2 separate regions of the Oryctolagus cuniculus genome follow, and region 2 is linked to region 1. Evidence: chromatin contacts called from public Micro-C data. All regions are on one chromosome and are shown on one strand. Each heading gives the region's core, a stretch centred on a gene start, on an enhancer-like site or on the middle of the called end of the contact. The rest is flanking DNA. Distances are from core to core; before and after follow the strand shown. Region 1 has its middle 380 kb from the start of TBL1XR1. Region 2 has its middle 150 kb from the start of TBL1XR1.

Region 1 (7,682 bases), core at 1,312-3,811:
ACTGTGCCTGAAATGCAAAAAGGCTCAGCATACAGCATGATGCTTGACAGAAAAAAAAAGATGCTTCTCTTCTCTGGTGAGAGTGTTCTCCCTCTTTCAAAGCTCCTTTGTCCAAGTACACATTCCATTCCCAGCCATTCTAGTCTTCAGCAAACCTCTCCTCCTCTGATATGCCAGTGATGACTGTGAGTTCCATTCCTTTGACGTGTGATTACACACCGACTTGTCTTCTCACTTAGGCTGTGCTCCTCTTATCTCTTCATGGGTACGTATAGCTGTGCTTTGCCTCACTGAAAAGTCCTCGGCAAGCTTTGCTTATGATGATGATTGTTGAAAGCTCCTCAAGGGCATTAGAGTACAGCTTCTCCCACCCAACCTTTGTTATTGACCCTGAATTGTATGCAATGAATAATTGGATGAGAAATGTCTACATCTGGAAAGATGAAAAGACAAAGACCAATCATGACTCCAGCCCCAATGTGAAATTCATTTCTTAAAGATTTATTTGTATATGTTTTTACTTATTTTTTTATTTATTCAAAAGGCAGAACAACAGAGAGAGACTGAGAGGAGGAGAGGGAAATATCTTCCATCTGCTGATTCACTTCCCAAATGGCCAGGGCCATCAGGTCAGGGTTGGGCCAAGCTGAAGCCAGGAAGCAGGAACTCCATCTGAGTCTCCCACATGGATGGCAGGGGCTCAGGTACTTGGGCCATCTTCTGCTGCTTCCCCAGGAGCATTAGTAGAGAGCTGGATCAGAAGTCGAACAGGTGGGACTTGAACTAGTACTCAGATATAGGATCCATCCCAGGGTTTCCTCCTCTACTGGCCCTCCTCTTGGCTGATAAGTCAACATGAATTTTCAGCTAGATATAGGAAAGACTTGCTATCCAAGGTCAATAACAAGATTGAGGAAGGGGTGGGAGAAATTCATTTGTTGAAGGAGACCACAGCAAAGTCCTCCAGGACCTCTGGGGACCTGGTCACCTACACAGGCCACCAGCTCTAAGACCTTGGCCCCATCATGGAGACTTTGTCTAGTGTGTGAACTGCTGGAGGCTTTCCAGGGGAAGAACATTCTCCTTTTGTCTTGAACTCATGATTGCTCCAACACATTCCTGACTGCCCCAACCTTGTTAAAGAGGAGAGTCTGAATTTGAATACACATTCATTAAGCATTGGTGCTTGGTATACATATGTCCACAGAGAAAGGTGCCAAGCCATGAAGAGCTGCCAGACCCCAGAGCCCTGGAATTGCATTGGATTTCCATGGCAAAGACATCATGGAACACCCTCTGCTGGAGCTTTCCTGCAGAGTCATAGGGAAATCCCCCCTAACATTTGGCACCCAGAATTTTGTACCAACCTGTGAAGCACAGTGCCAAGTTCTGTTACCTAGAATTTCTCTTAAGGCTTGTTCAGATGTTGGCAGAAGTGTCCAAGGTGTGTTTTCTGTTGTTTCTTCTTTTGATGTTTTTTTTTTTCTTTTTGCAAATGAGAACCAGAGGTGTAAATGTTGCATAGCAGAAGAGCAAGATTGTATCAAAAGCCACCCCCCCACCCCCCCCCCACCCCCGCCTCCGCACATCATTAGCTTTAATCACATAGACACCCCATACTGGGAGCTATTCCAGAGCACGGCTGTTCTGTGTGTTGGTGTCACTTCAGGGCACATCGCGGACTGGAACTGGATGGACTCACCTGGCTGGGTAATTCAGACCATTGAAGGTTTGCAATGTTCCAGAGTGCTCCAAGCTATCCCCGTTTAAGGGCTTCTTCCCGGGAAGTGGGAGAGGACTATCCAGAGTGTTCCGACAGGAAACGTCAGGACCATCGCTAAGCAGTTTTCCAGCATTTGGAGTAGAGGGTTACCATCTAGCAGGATTCCTCACTGCCTAAGCAAATTCGAATTTCTACTCTGGCTCACCCAGGTCTTTAAAATTCCAGCAGCCTGGGGGAAAATGACCCCTGTGAAAAGCGATGCAGTGGCTTCCTCCGCCTTTCCTGCAGCTGGCGTCCAGCAATGCCCGAGACGTTGCTTAACGCTCCTGCTAGAATCTCACCGCTCAGACCCGGGCACATCCAGACAGGCCTGCCCTGACTCACCGCGTTGATTTCTGTTTAGAAGCTGCAAGGCTGGACTGATGACCCCGAAATGCGGTTTCGTTTTCCCCTTAATTATCTATCTGGCTTCACAGGAAATGGATGTTTGGTTGCTGAAGACAAAAAAGCTGTTCTTCAACTCCTGCCTCATGACTGGAACCTTGCCACGTTAGGCTTGTGAGGAGTCCATTAAAAACACACAGCGGCAGGCAGACTTGGGCTGGGACATGTGTATCTACAGGTCTTTTAAACACAGGCGGCCCAGTGTGCGTCTTTGCTTTATGGGGTTGAAGGAGGCACCATCTTTGCTCCGATTTTGTGACCCAGTGTTGACAAGAGGCTCTGGGACCTCGTCTAGGCTCTTAGCACTTCCTCTACAGAGAACGTTCCGCCTTTCCTGGGGTCACATTTAGGGCACCTTTAACTCTCAAGATGACCTTCAATAACCCACAGTCCATTTCCTGTTGACCTGAGTGTCCTCTGCTTCCTTAAAAGTGTTCTTTTCTTCCCTTGCCATTCATTGTTAGCGTGATGCTCTCCAGGGCTCCCCCAGCACTGCCCGATTCTTTGCTAGGCTGTGGAATGTTCTTGTTTTTTTCCTGCATTGTTTTCCCTAGGTTCTCATCCTTACCCTGTACACAATGGAGAGGGAGCTGCATTCTGCCTCTGCTCTCTCTCAGGGAATGGTCCTCATACTTAATACTCTGCTTTCCTACTGATTTGGAAAAATTATGTTGGAATCTTTGTTCTGGCACACTTCAATTGCATTTCGGCTGGAAATGTTTTACACATTAAAACGATGAAGGATGACTTTATTTGCCAGAGTAGGCAAAAGATCTTTAAACATGGGGAAGAAAAAGAGGTGAAAAAAAAAAAAAAGACAAAAAGGTCTTTCTGGAGCTATGTCTTAAAAAGACTCTTGAATATGTAAAAGCTGTTAGAACCCAGCAGGGTGGGGCCCTGCTCTTGGCAAAGTGAGCCCCTGAGAAGCCTCTTTTCTGGCCACCCCCTTTCCTGGCTTTAAGAGGCCTTAATCTTCTCCCAGGACCTCTCTTGACCCTGGGCCCTTGTGGCGCAAACTCTTAGCCTCCATCCTAGGAGGCAGGGGGCATTTCAAATGCTCCCAGCAGGAAATTGAGCTAATGGAGTTACCCCAACTTCACACACATTTTTTTCAATAGGTTCTTAGTCTCCTACCTTACCAGTCAGCCCAGGTTCACAGCCTCCCTCTGTCCTGAAACAGGTTTTGGGGAACTGAGATGCCTTCTGGACTTCTCTAGGCATGAGGTGCAAACCTGGCCCTTCTAACCCTGCACGGGGACGATGTTGGCACACCAGAGTTGGGGTTCCTTTCATTTATGCCTTGTTTCACTTTGCAGTCGCTTTAGCAAAGGATAGATTTGTGGTCGCTGTCACAGACTGGAGATTTTTGAGAGCAGCTCTCTCCAGAACGCCTGTCGCCAGAGATAGGGTGACTTCCTTCCCCCTGGGTAGGGGTGACTGCCAAGTCTCAGGAGGCTTCCCACCCAACTGTGGAGAGGGCTGGCTCCTTGAGCTTTGCACAAATGCTTTCCGGTCCCTGCAGCAGTCTGTTTACAGTGAGGCACCCAGCACGCAGTGGGTTTTGAAGCTGCCTGCTAATTTGGGGCCCAGTTTTTAACAACCCAACAGCCTCATAAGGTTGGTGATATACTTGAATTTCTGTTTCAGTTCAACTACCTTTTAAATGCAGATGTCATTTATGCATTCCACACACCAGCCTTGTGTCAGGACCAGGTCAGTGGGGGAAAAATGGTTTCTACCTCCATGGAGTTTATGGCCTAGCCTCTTCTGGTTTGAAATTTGACTTGGATGAAGAAAGACACCATCCCATAGCTCTGCAGATGGCATTCCGTTCATCTAGAATAATGCAGTTGTAGAACGTGAGCACTGCAACACAGACTGAAGCCTATGTGTTCTACAAGTGTATGTGTAAAAGAATTCACATCATGGGGAGTATCAGAAACAGGATTGAGCAAGTGGATTATAGGAACACTTGCTGCCAATCCCATGTGAGAGGCTTTTCCCCGATTGTCAGGAGCAGAGGAGAAGGAAGGGAACAGGAAAGCACTAAATGCAAAAGCAAAGAGCACTTGCGCACTTGCTGTGGTTATTACACACAGGCTATAAACAAAATACTGGGGCCTCTTTGGTTTTAGAAACCATGGTTGGAGAAGGCATTTAAGTCAGCCTCCAACTTTTTTCTATCCTGACTCCCAGAACAGAGTGAGGCTGGAAACTATTCTGCTGATTCAGGTTTTTTCAAACCACTCCCTTGTCTGTGGGAAGAGATGTATTTCATGCATACAAGTCTGTTCTTGTTCGTTTTATGGTTTAGACTGTAGGCTCTTACAAGTCTTTAAAATGACACAATGAATCCTTACCTAGATTCCTTGACGAGTGAAGTTATGATAGAAACAAAGGGAAGAAATACTGGGGTGGTGGTTCAGAAGGGAGACGGAGGGAGGCAGGGTACGAGGTGAAGGGCAGGGGTGTGCTCTGTGTGTTTGCCCTGAGAGTCTGCACATTAGGAAGACTTTGAAAACAAACATCACACAACATGTGGGTAAAGCTTGCAATAATCATTACTGTATTTACTCTCTGCACCTGCCTGCCGGCCCATCCTGTGTCTGCTCTACCTACCACTCTTCAAGATCTCCACACCCCTGACACTTGATGATCCTGTAACAAAATCCTGACATTTGACCTGTTTCTATTTCTCTCTCAAATGGGTGTTTCAGAAATGTTGAGTTTAAGTAAACCTCACAAAAAAAGCAATGTTGAAAAGTCTATTAGGAGACTAATATTTTAGCACAGCAAGATATACCACAAGCTGCCTAGCTGGCGAGGCAGTTCAGAGCACCAGTTCAAGTCCTGGCTTCTCCCTTTCCAATACAGTTCCCCACGATTGTGCCTGGGAAAGCAGTGGAGGATGGTCCAACTACTTGAGCCTGCCATCCAAATGGGAGAGACCTGAATGGAGCTCCAGGCTCCCGGCTACCGCCTGGACCAGCACAACTGTTGCAGCCATTTGGGGGAATAGACCAGCAGATGGAAGATCTCTCTCCATCACTCTCCCCTTCAAATACATAAGTAAATCTTAAAGAAAAAAAAAAAGCTACAATGGTGCCTTAGAAAAATCTATTACAGTTTAGCTGTAGTTTGTCCTGGGGTGAGAAGGGTGTATAGATTGTGTCATTCTTCAGAATCTTCTAGAATAGCTATCTTCAAGAATGATCTGGATGGTGGGCTCCTCTGATGATTTTCAAGAGACCTGGTGAAGGGTGGCTCAGGATGGTCCTTCTATCACTCATTTATGTGATGATTCTTGGTCTTCAGTGCCATTTCCTATTGCATTTATTATCTAACATGATGTCATTCTCAAAACACACACAATATACTTTCTTCCTAATTATAGAAATTATGCTTTCTTGTATTGGTTGTTTGAAAAATTCAGAAAAGCCAAACCAAAAAGCAAACTCACCCATACTTTTGTCTTCCAGAGACACCCACTGTAAAAATGTGGTGTTATCTTACCAATCCATGACTGTATTTCACTTTCCCCACCCAATTTATTTTGAAGATATTTTTGTACATAGGCTAGTGTGACTAGAGTTTAGCTCAACCAATGAGCTCTAAGTAACTAAAAATGTTTATGAAATACTTGCTGAGCAGATTTTTTAGTGGAATTGACTAATTTTTTTAGGAAACCAAGCAAATGTCTAGAAACTCACAGTCATTATTTAATTCAGTCAGCTTAACCTTAATATCACAAGTAGGGAATTATATGCAAATGCCACACAACATGCATTGCTTTTTTTTTTTTTTTTTGGAAGTTGATACATTTTTATGCTCTGAGGCAGTAAGATGAAAAAGGGAACCTGAAGGAAAAAAAGTCTGAAATTAGAAATTAGTACTAGTTAGTATTTTTGACGTCAGGGAGCCAAATGAACCACCGTTATCTGAGCTTTCAGATTTTGCATCTGTAAACCGTGGCTACTAATGCCCCTCTCACAGTGTTGCTGGGTTGGAAGTGAGGCAGAGGGGGAGCAAATGAGAAGACGTATTTGGGTCTCCTGCAAACTGAAAAGTGCTGTACCAATGAAAAGGTTTTTCTTCATACCCACCTACAAAAATTTGAGCACATTTTTCATACTGGAGTCTTTCTAGGAAATAGCAGCCTGTTTGGTGTATGAGAATTTCTCAAGATTTTCTGTCCTAGTGAGAATAACTCTGCAGTCCAACAGGCAGAACTGGCTCAAGAGGCTGAAGCTACTGCCAAGGTAAGTAGTCAGGCAAGCTTTTAGTACTAACGAACTTGTGATGTCTTGTTATTGGGTCCTCTTCTTCATTAATGATCACTGTTCTCTACTGCAGCCTGCACACACACCTGTCAGCATGCTGCTCTTCACAACGAACCTGCCCAGATGACAGGAATGTGTGAGAAAACATTTCCACACAGTGCCGAAGCCTAACCACCCCCAGGGAGATGGGGAAATCCATCATGATGTCTAAAATGCATGCTGTCTGATAGAATTCTTGGATAGTGGCCCTTGGGAGTATTGTTTTGATGTCTCTGAATCAAAGAAGTAAAGACTCTTCCATCCTCCTCATCACCTCCCAAACTTCCTCCCCGACTCTCCAGAGTAGCTAAATATTTCCAAGCATTTTCTGGGCTTTCCTGATAATATCATCCACAGCAGAAATTACAGAAATCGCTTGAAGCATTGGCATCACCCTGAGCCATCTGAATTGATACTGTTAGTCTGTGCCTATGGTTTTATAGATGCTGAAGCCAAGACACAAAGAGAGATTATGTGACTTGCTGCTGATACATCAATGGAGAGCCAACTCAAGAGGAAGAATCCTTGATATCTTTTTTTTTTAAAAAAGAGATTTTACTTATTTGTTTGAAAAGCAGATTGACAGAGAGAGAGGTAGACACACACACACACAAACACACACACACACATGGCGGGGAGGAGGTTGATTTTATGTCTTTTGATTCATGTCCCAAATGGCTACCACAGCAAGGTCTGGGCAGTCTGAAGCCAGAAACGCACAACTCCATGAGGGTCTTCCACATGGGTGACAGGGACCAAAGCATATGGACTGTCATCCACTGCCCTCCCAGGCACATTAGTAGGGAGCTGGATCAGAAGTGCAGCAGCTGGGATTCAAACTGGCACCCTGATGTGGCATGCCAGCATTGCAAACAGCAGCTTAACCTGCTGTGCTGCAATGTCAGGCCCTGAGACCTCCTTTTTCGTTGGGTTCCACATTGACTATCTAGAAATTATGAAAGCTATCTCCACCTCTGTCCCTTTTAAGATTTTATTTTTCTTTTCATTATCTCATCTGTTTTTTCATCTTGTCCTTTAATATCTTCCATTCTATATTCAGATCTCTCCTCTATTTAGTTTCCTTGTCAAGTTGTCTTATTACTCATCTATGTTTCTCTGCTTCTTCTTATTTGCCTCCCAAAATTTAAAGATATTTCAGCTGGACATTTCAGGCTTTCATTTCTGGTACTGTAAGT
Region 2 (7,682 bases), core at 3,589-6,088, 230 kb before region 1:
GAAAGTACAGCCAGTAACAGAGGAAGAAAATCAGTAAAGGGTAGCATCCCAGATTCCAGGTGGAGAAAGTGTTTCCAGAGGTAACCAGTGATCAATTATATCAGATGCTGCTGATAGGTTAACTAGGATGAGCCTAAAAACTATTGGATTTAGCAAAATGGAGGGCATCCATAGCCTTGAGAGAAGCAGTTTTACTAGAGTGGTTGGGGCAAATGCTTGCTTGGAAATAAACCAGAGAATATAGGAGAAGAGTGAAGGCGGTGCGTCTCCACAACTCTTCGGAGGCCTGTCTAGTGGGAGAGGAAGCAGAACACTGAGGCAGCAGCTTCACCAGCAACTGGACTCAGCAGAGGTTTCTCCCAATATACCAGGTGGTCTGATACCGTCCTGCCTTTGTAAAAAGCCCTTCTCCTCCAGTCTATCTGGTGAACTTTCACTTCTTGAGAAGCTAATGTGAGCATATCTATACTGAACTTTATTACTGTCTGCATTGATTCTTCAAAATAGGACTTACTGTAGCCAGTGCTGTGGTGGTGTGGGATAAGCTGCAGTACACAGTGCTGGCATCCCATATGGGCACCCATTTGAGTCCCAGATGTTCCACTTCCGATCTCGCTCCCTACTAATGTGTCTGGGAAAACAGCGGAAGATGACCCAAGTGCTTGGGCCCCTGCATCCACATGGGAGACCCGGATGAGGCTCCTGGCCCCTTGCTTCAGTCTGGTCCAGTCCTGCCCATTGTGGCCATTTGGGTAATGAATCATCAGATGGAATCTCTCTCTCTCTCTCTGTCTCCCTCCCCACATTTCAAGTAAATAAACAAATATTTTTAAAGGACTTAGTGTGTGCCTGTTATGAAATAAGACACTCATCAATGAACAGTGAGGAAGCCTGACAAGATCTCTGTCTTCTTGGAGGTCACCATCCAATGGGGGAGACCAAGACTACAGAAGTAAACAAAGAAAAAAAGTAACTGATCGCTACAGATCATGAGGAGAGTTGTGCAGGCCACAGACTGCGTGGTGGATAGAATGTGAGCTGTGGTAGCCCTGGGAGGCCTCTCTGGGAAGGTGATCACTGAAATGAAACCAGATGGACACTGCTATGACTTGGATGTTTGAGTATCCTCAGATTCCTATGTTGAAGCCTTAATCCTCAATGTGATGGTATTTGGGGGTGGGGCCTTTGAGAAGTGATCAGGTCATGAGGGTGGAGCCTTCAGTAATGGGATTCTCTCCCTGTGAGGACACAGCTGAAGTATATCCACTTGCAATCCATAAAAAGGGCCCTCATCAAGACCCAGGTCAGCTGGTGCCTGGATCTTTGTTACAGCAGCTTGAGCTGACTTAGACACATATGAAAGAGCAAGTCTCAGGAAGGCCCAGGAAAATCCTCCAGGCAGAGGGAACGTACTCTGGTGGTGGGTAACAAATAGGCGTCTCACAGGGTAGCTGTGGCCTGAGCTGGGGCCAGTGAATGCTTAAATGGAGCAGGTGACCCGACGCCTGACTTTACGCTCAGTGAAATAGAATTTTAGCAGGGGTGCTTGGAGCGTGGGAAGATGAGGCTGGCTTTGTCAAACACTGGCTGTGTACATGGTGACAGGTGCATGGCAGGACACAGGTATGTTTTGGAGGTAAACCAGTCAGCAGATAGGAATGTAGTGAATCAAAGAAAAGAACAAACTAGCCGGCACCGTGGCTCAATAGGCTAATCCTCCGCCTTACGGCGCTGGCACACCGGGTTCTAGTCCCAGTTAGGGCGCCAGATTCTGTCCCGGTTGCCCCTTTTCCAGGCCAGCTCTCTGCTGTGGCCAGGGAGTGCAGTGGAGGATGGCCCAAGTGCTTGGGCCCTGCACCCCATGGGAGACCAGGAGAAGGACCTGGCTCCTGCCTTTGGATCAGCGTGGTGTGCTGGCTGCAGCGCACCGGCCGTGGCGGCCATTGGAGGGTGAACCAACGGCAAAAGGAAGACCTGTCTCTCTCTCTCTCTCTTTCACTGTCCACTCTGTCAAAAAAAAACAAAACAAAAAACAAAACAAAAAACTAAAACTTGTGTTCTTGGTATGAGCAGCCAGGTGGACGTGGAACCATTATCTAGGAAAGTGTTCATGACAGGCTAGGGGGCTACCGGTAGGTTTTAGGACTTACTCCTCTTCAGCCCTGCAAACGTGTCTAACGTTGGCTTCTTTCTTTCCGGCTTTGTTCTTCATTATTTGATAAGTTGTTAGAGAGTCTGGCCTCTTTTTTTTTTTTTTTTTTTTTTAGAAACCATTTGTTTGTTAAGTACAACTTTCTTTTTTTTTTTTTTTTTTTTTTTTTTTTTTTTTTTTTTTTGACAGGCAGAGAGGACAGTGAGAGAGAGAGACAGAGAGAAAGGTCTTCCTTTGCCGTTGGTTCACCCTCCAATGGCCGCCGCTGCAGCCGGCGCACCGCGCTGATCCTGGCAGGAGCCAGGAGCCAGGTGCTTTTCCTGGTCTCCCATGGGGTGCAGGGCCCAAGCACCTGGGCCATCCTCCACTGCACTCCCTGGCCATAGCAGAGAGCTGGCCTGGAAGAGGGGCAACCGGGACAGAATCCGGCGCCCCAACCGGGACTAGAACCCGGTGTGCCGGCGCCGCAAGGTGGAGGATTAGCCTATTGAGCCACGGCGCCGGCTCTAAGTACAACTTTCTAAGTACAACTTTAGGAATATAGAGGTTCTTCCCACCATAACCACCCTCCCACCCCACCTCCTCCTCCCTCTCCCATTCCCAGTCCCGTCCTTTTATACTCCCCTCTGTAGCTCTGAGCCCAGCAGAGTGCTTTCGGAACACATGGGTTGCACCAACAGTTCCTGGCTGCACCTCCCAGGTGCTACCGGTTGAGGGGTCAGCTGCTGGATGGCAGGGCCCCTCCCAGAAGCACCAAGGGCCTCACACGCTGCGCCCTGTCCTGTCTGTCTTATTAAAGCAAGAGAGGGTGTGCACGATAAGGCAGGGTGGGACCCTTGACTCACAGACTCACAATTAGCAGGCTTTTGTCTTTGAATCTGACTGGAAGTGACTCATGGGCTGGAAAAAAACCTGTTGGAAACAAATGAGGGGGAAAAAAAAGGAGGTTAAGCCAGTGCTGCATTTCATGCTCAGATAAAATGCAGATCTGCTGTCCCATAAACGTTGACTACTGTACACTACCTCAGCCTCCTTCCAACAAAACCCAGGGGGACTTATTAAGCGCGACAATTCACTCATTTTCTCCAAGATTTTTATTAAATGCAATTTAGAGGGGATAAAGTTTCCTTCTTTCTCTTCACTCGAATGAACCCTAATTACCACTAGGGTGGAATAAGATGGGCTTCTTGAAGTCCGCCGCGATGAGTATTGCTTCCCCTTTAAATTAACCCGCCAGTCTCTTGTTCAAAAAGCCAGCGGTGCACTTCCTGTCCACACAGACTTGGCTCCATGCATTTTAAAGAGCATTTATTAAGCACCTGGTGATGGGGCACTGACAACTATATAGCCTGTGCAGGACAAAAGACACAGCTTTGCCTGGGGGTGGGGGTGGGGTTTACTGTGGGGGGTGGGGAGTGAGTTTTGCACTAAGATTCTGTGCAAGTTAAGACTAACAAAAGCCATTTTGGACTGCTTGGGGGTTGCAAGTAACAAAACACCAATCAGGTTAAGCAGTAGGGAGAATGTGTAGGTGGTCACAAGTCATCCGTGGCAGGCAGCATGCACCAACCGCCAATTCCATCAGCCCCCACTGGGCTCTGTCCCTGCCCCCAGCCCTGCCTTCACACACGCTGGGAAACAGCTCATACACAAGGTTCCTAAATACACCAACTTGCAGTTTTAGCCCTGGGCAGAAACTGTGTTTTTTCACTTCCAGTTTCAAAATCCCCCCCAAGAAAACCTGTGTTGTGTCAGGTCTTTGCTCGCGGACTCCCTGCCTGCCACAAGGTTGGGGAAGGGCAGCGACTGGTACAGCTTAGGTCGGAGGCTCCCTGCCCACTCTCTCTCGGCGCCGACAAAGCGGCTCCTGCTGTAACTGCGGGTGTGGGGCGCCACTAAGCCAGGAGTGGAGGGGGAAGGGCTGAGGACGCCGGGCTGCCGGTGCGTTTTCAGAAACCACCGCAGGGGCTCTGGCCTCACCGGCCGCCCAGGACTGGACTCTGGGCAAGCCAGTCCCTTGCGAAATCTGGATTTCACTGAATCCTCACGACGGTCACTGAGGGGCCTGGCTGCTGCCCCCATTTCACAGATGCGGGCCTCAGAGACGTTGAGCACCCGGCCCACACTTAGGCAGCTAAGAAGCCCACAGAGCAGGATTCTGCTTCCAGGCGCTTCCAAGTCTCTGGGCTGCTGGCACCACCCAGGGCGCGCACCCACCCAGCTCAGCGGGGAGGAGAAGGCCGGCCCTGGGGGAGGGGCAGCCCGACACCGCGGGTTGGGCCGGGGTCCCACCCGGGCCCGAGGCGTGCAGGGATGCGGCCTGAGGAGCCCACGCCGAGCAGGGCGCGGGGTGGGGGGAGGGGTGCTCGGGGCCTGAATGCAAGGCCCCGGCACCGCAGGCAAGGCCACGCCCTGGTTGGGAGAGCGTCCCTCCAGATCCCGGCCTTTAACTGCAATCCCATTTAAGGACAACCCGGCCCGGTTCACACCTAGCCTTGAAGATGACAGATGGCTCTGTGGTCCATTTGCAGGGTGAGAACGGGAGCCTATAACTCTGCACCTGCACTGCCGGCTCCATAAACCAAGCAGATCGTGGCCCATAAAATGCCACCGCCGCTGAGGCGCAAAATCCAAGCGGTCACCTGGAGAAGGAAGTCCGCCACGGAGAGCGCCCCGGGACCCCGCACCCACGGGGGAGGCTGGGCACGCGGGTGGGGGATGGGCGCAGGCGGCCTCCCCTCCCCCCACCCCGTGCCTCCGCTCCCGGCTTTGTAGCCCTGCTCTGCCACGTGGTAAAAGCTTCCGGAGGGCGGGGGGTGGAGGGGGCGGCATCAGTTATTTCTGCCTGAAGAGTTTTTGACCAAACGTAAGCGTCGGAGGAGCGGGAGCCCGAACCCCCCACCCCGCCACCCCCCAAGCCCCAGCGGCTGCGACCCCGACGCGGCGGCGGCAGAGCCCCAGCGCCGAGCGGCTGCAAGGCGCCCCTCCCCCGCCGCGCCCGCGAGCCCATTTTCGCTTGGCCGGTCCCCGCGCTGCCGGATGGATCGCGCCCCACCCCCGCTCCTCTGCTCAGTCATTCAGACTTGGAAAGTCAATAACACGCTGACATCATCAGGGGTTTGTGTATTATTACACGGCTACTTTCCAGAGTACCTGGCATTCTCTAAGAGAGGAGCACTCTGGCTGCCCAAGAAAGGGCCCTGAACTGGGAGCCTGGAGGCCTCGGGCGGGGCGGCTGCTCGGAGCAAGGCTCGGTGCTCGGCGGGGAGCGTCTTCTGGGCACCAATTAGGAGCAGATCCTCAGCTTCTGCTGCGCTGGATGCAGATGCACTTTAGATATCGATACAGCCTTCACTGTGGCTTGGGGGCACACTTATAAATCATCCTTAAGTGACCTGTGTTTCTACCAGAGACATCCAGAAGCATTTTCAGTGATCTTTGCATAGGAAAAAAAGAAAGGCATCTTCTAGGCCCAGGAGCCCAAAGCTGATTCTTCTGAGCCTCTCGGGGTTTGCCTGTGCGAGTCTCTTATGTAATCGCCATCACGGCTGATTAGGTCTTCCTGGTCTCTTCCTCCCTCCAGGGCTGAGCTGGGTGGTTTGGTGGCTGTGTTTTTCTTTAAGCCGCATGCTGGGCAAACACACATCCATAGGAAACACATCCCAGATCCACGGTGCAGGCTGCTCCCCCAACGGCTCCCTTGTGCAGAGTGGCTCAGTTTTTTTTTGGGGGGGGGGAGGGAAGTAGATTAATTTGTTGTTAATTAAGACTCCTTTATGTTGCTACTCTGGCATTTCCTTTTCCTAGAACGAGTTTTTAAAGATAATTTCATGTATTTTAGATGATCCCCCCCTCCTCTTGGCTGTGGTACTTGAAACAGCTTATATAATGACTTAACTATCGATTACTGTTCTGTTCATACACACACCTGAGTTTAAAAAAACAGCCGTAAAACTTAGACAACGCTGTACCTTCTCTATTTGGCCAAACAGGCGATTTCTTTCTTCACACACACACACACACACACACACACACACACACACACACACAGGGCTGACTGACCTCATTTGAGATTTTCTTAGTATCTTAAGTGGCAAAAAATGGCAGCCAGCCCTGAGCTGGCTGCCCAGAGAAGTACAAGGGCAGAGCTGTTCTTGCCTGGCCCCATCCTACCCTGGGAACCTCAGGCCCAGCGCCATAGGCAGTGATAGAAACACCCCCCCTCCCGCCGGAAGCGAAGCAGACTCGGGTCTCAACAATGTAACAATTTCCCTATGTGCACTTGATCGGTTCAGGAGAATTTGTAGTCGGTTATGACTGCTTCCTTCCAGATGGTCCGAAGGAAAACTCTCCCACCAGGCTTGCACTTCTAAAAATCACTTCCCCAGGCCTGTCCCTTCCCCGTTTCCCCTTTCCGAGGCGAGGCAGCTGGGGAGCCCGAGCAGCCAAGCAGGCCTTCCAGGCCATTCGGTGCATGCGTGTTCCTGTTCCTGTTCCGCCTGTGGAGACCGAAGTGGGGAGGAGGGGCGGTGCCCAGGACCTGCGCCAGGGGACGCCTCTCTCGCTTGGGGGTTTTCTGAGCTCATTAGAGACCAGTCTGCCTCTTTGGTTCTCCGCAGGAAGAGTCTCTTAAATCTCTAAGCACTTCTGTTTCCTAACCCAACCGACCCTCTGGCCCTTGCCCAAGTCCTGCCAGACACAACTGCCCGATCCAGGGGTCCTTGCTAAGCGAGGGTACCAGCTGCCGAGTTCAGGGTGCTGAGCTTTGAAACTTGGCAACGCGCTCGCCGCCCTGGGGTTTCTGCCAAGGCAGGGGAGGACAAAGGCCAGAGGGTTGGCTTGGGCAGAACCCCTGGGATTAGGAAGTTGGCGCTTTGGCCTAGCAGAGAGCCCTGAAATGAGAAGGAAGAGAAGAGAATTTGTGGAAAGGAACCATGTTGAGGATCTCCAAAGGAGCGCAGCGTGTTGGACAAGCATCAGTGCCAGAGCATGCCCTGTGCCTCTCCAGTGTCAGTCCTCCTGGCCTGGTCGGGGGAGGAGGAGGCACCCGGACCTGGTGGGCGTAGAAGGAGTCCTGTTAGAGTGACACTGGCATTTCCCACAATCCTCTGCGGGAAAGGAGGGGACCCCCAGGGCCTTTACTGTCACGTGTTTGTCAGCTGGTTATACCGGGCGCATTTTCATTCACCCAGGGTTACCCCTTTGCGGGGGGGTCCCTGTGAAGACATTCAGCTACAAAGCCCTGACCCTGCTGTGGGACAGGCAGTGTCTGCACATGGATCCTTTGGCTTGATGAAGGCCACGGCATTGCTTTTTTGAATTATCTCTGGGCAAGATTTCCAATTGCTTGCATGCTGATTTCTTTTCTTTAAAAAAAAATTAAATAAAAAATATACAAAACACAAGCCAATTTTTTTATTATTAGATTCAGAAAATTAGATTCAGAAAATCATTCTGTCAAATGGTTACTGAGGTTTCTAAATGTTATTCTCAGTTGCTATGCACATCTCATGGCGGAATGTAACAAACA

The links. A called contact is a pair of places that touch in the nucleus more often than the background predicts.
Region 2: a Micro-C map of ear pinna shows a contact between it and region 1, with 7 times the contacts expected there. The contact joins two enhancer-like sites. A contact is called at or near these places in 3 of 6 Hi-C or Micro-C datasets (ear pinna, embryonic fibroblasts and an unstated tissue).

Annotation. Positions count from the first base shown.
Region 1 is chr4:102,336,115-102,343,796 of mOryCun1.1, reverse strand. No RefSeq gene overlaps it. Among named protein-coding and RNA genes, the nearest start is that of TBL1XR1, 380 kb to the left of the region's middle. Within about 2 kb of position 2,561, at least 3 of the 8 cell types and tissues checked have an H3K27ac peak or open chromatin away from gene starts, as enhancers often do. A contact at or near this core is called in ear pinna, where this site is marked.
Region 2 is chr4:102,564,482-102,572,163 of mOryCun1.1, reverse strand. No RefSeq gene overlaps it. Among named protein-coding and RNA genes, the nearest start is that of TBL1XR1, 150 kb to the left of the region's middle. Within about 2 kb of position 4,838, at least 4 of the 8 cell types and tissues checked have an H3K27ac peak or open chromatin away from gene starts, as enhancers often do. A contact at or near this core is called in ear pinna, where this site is marked.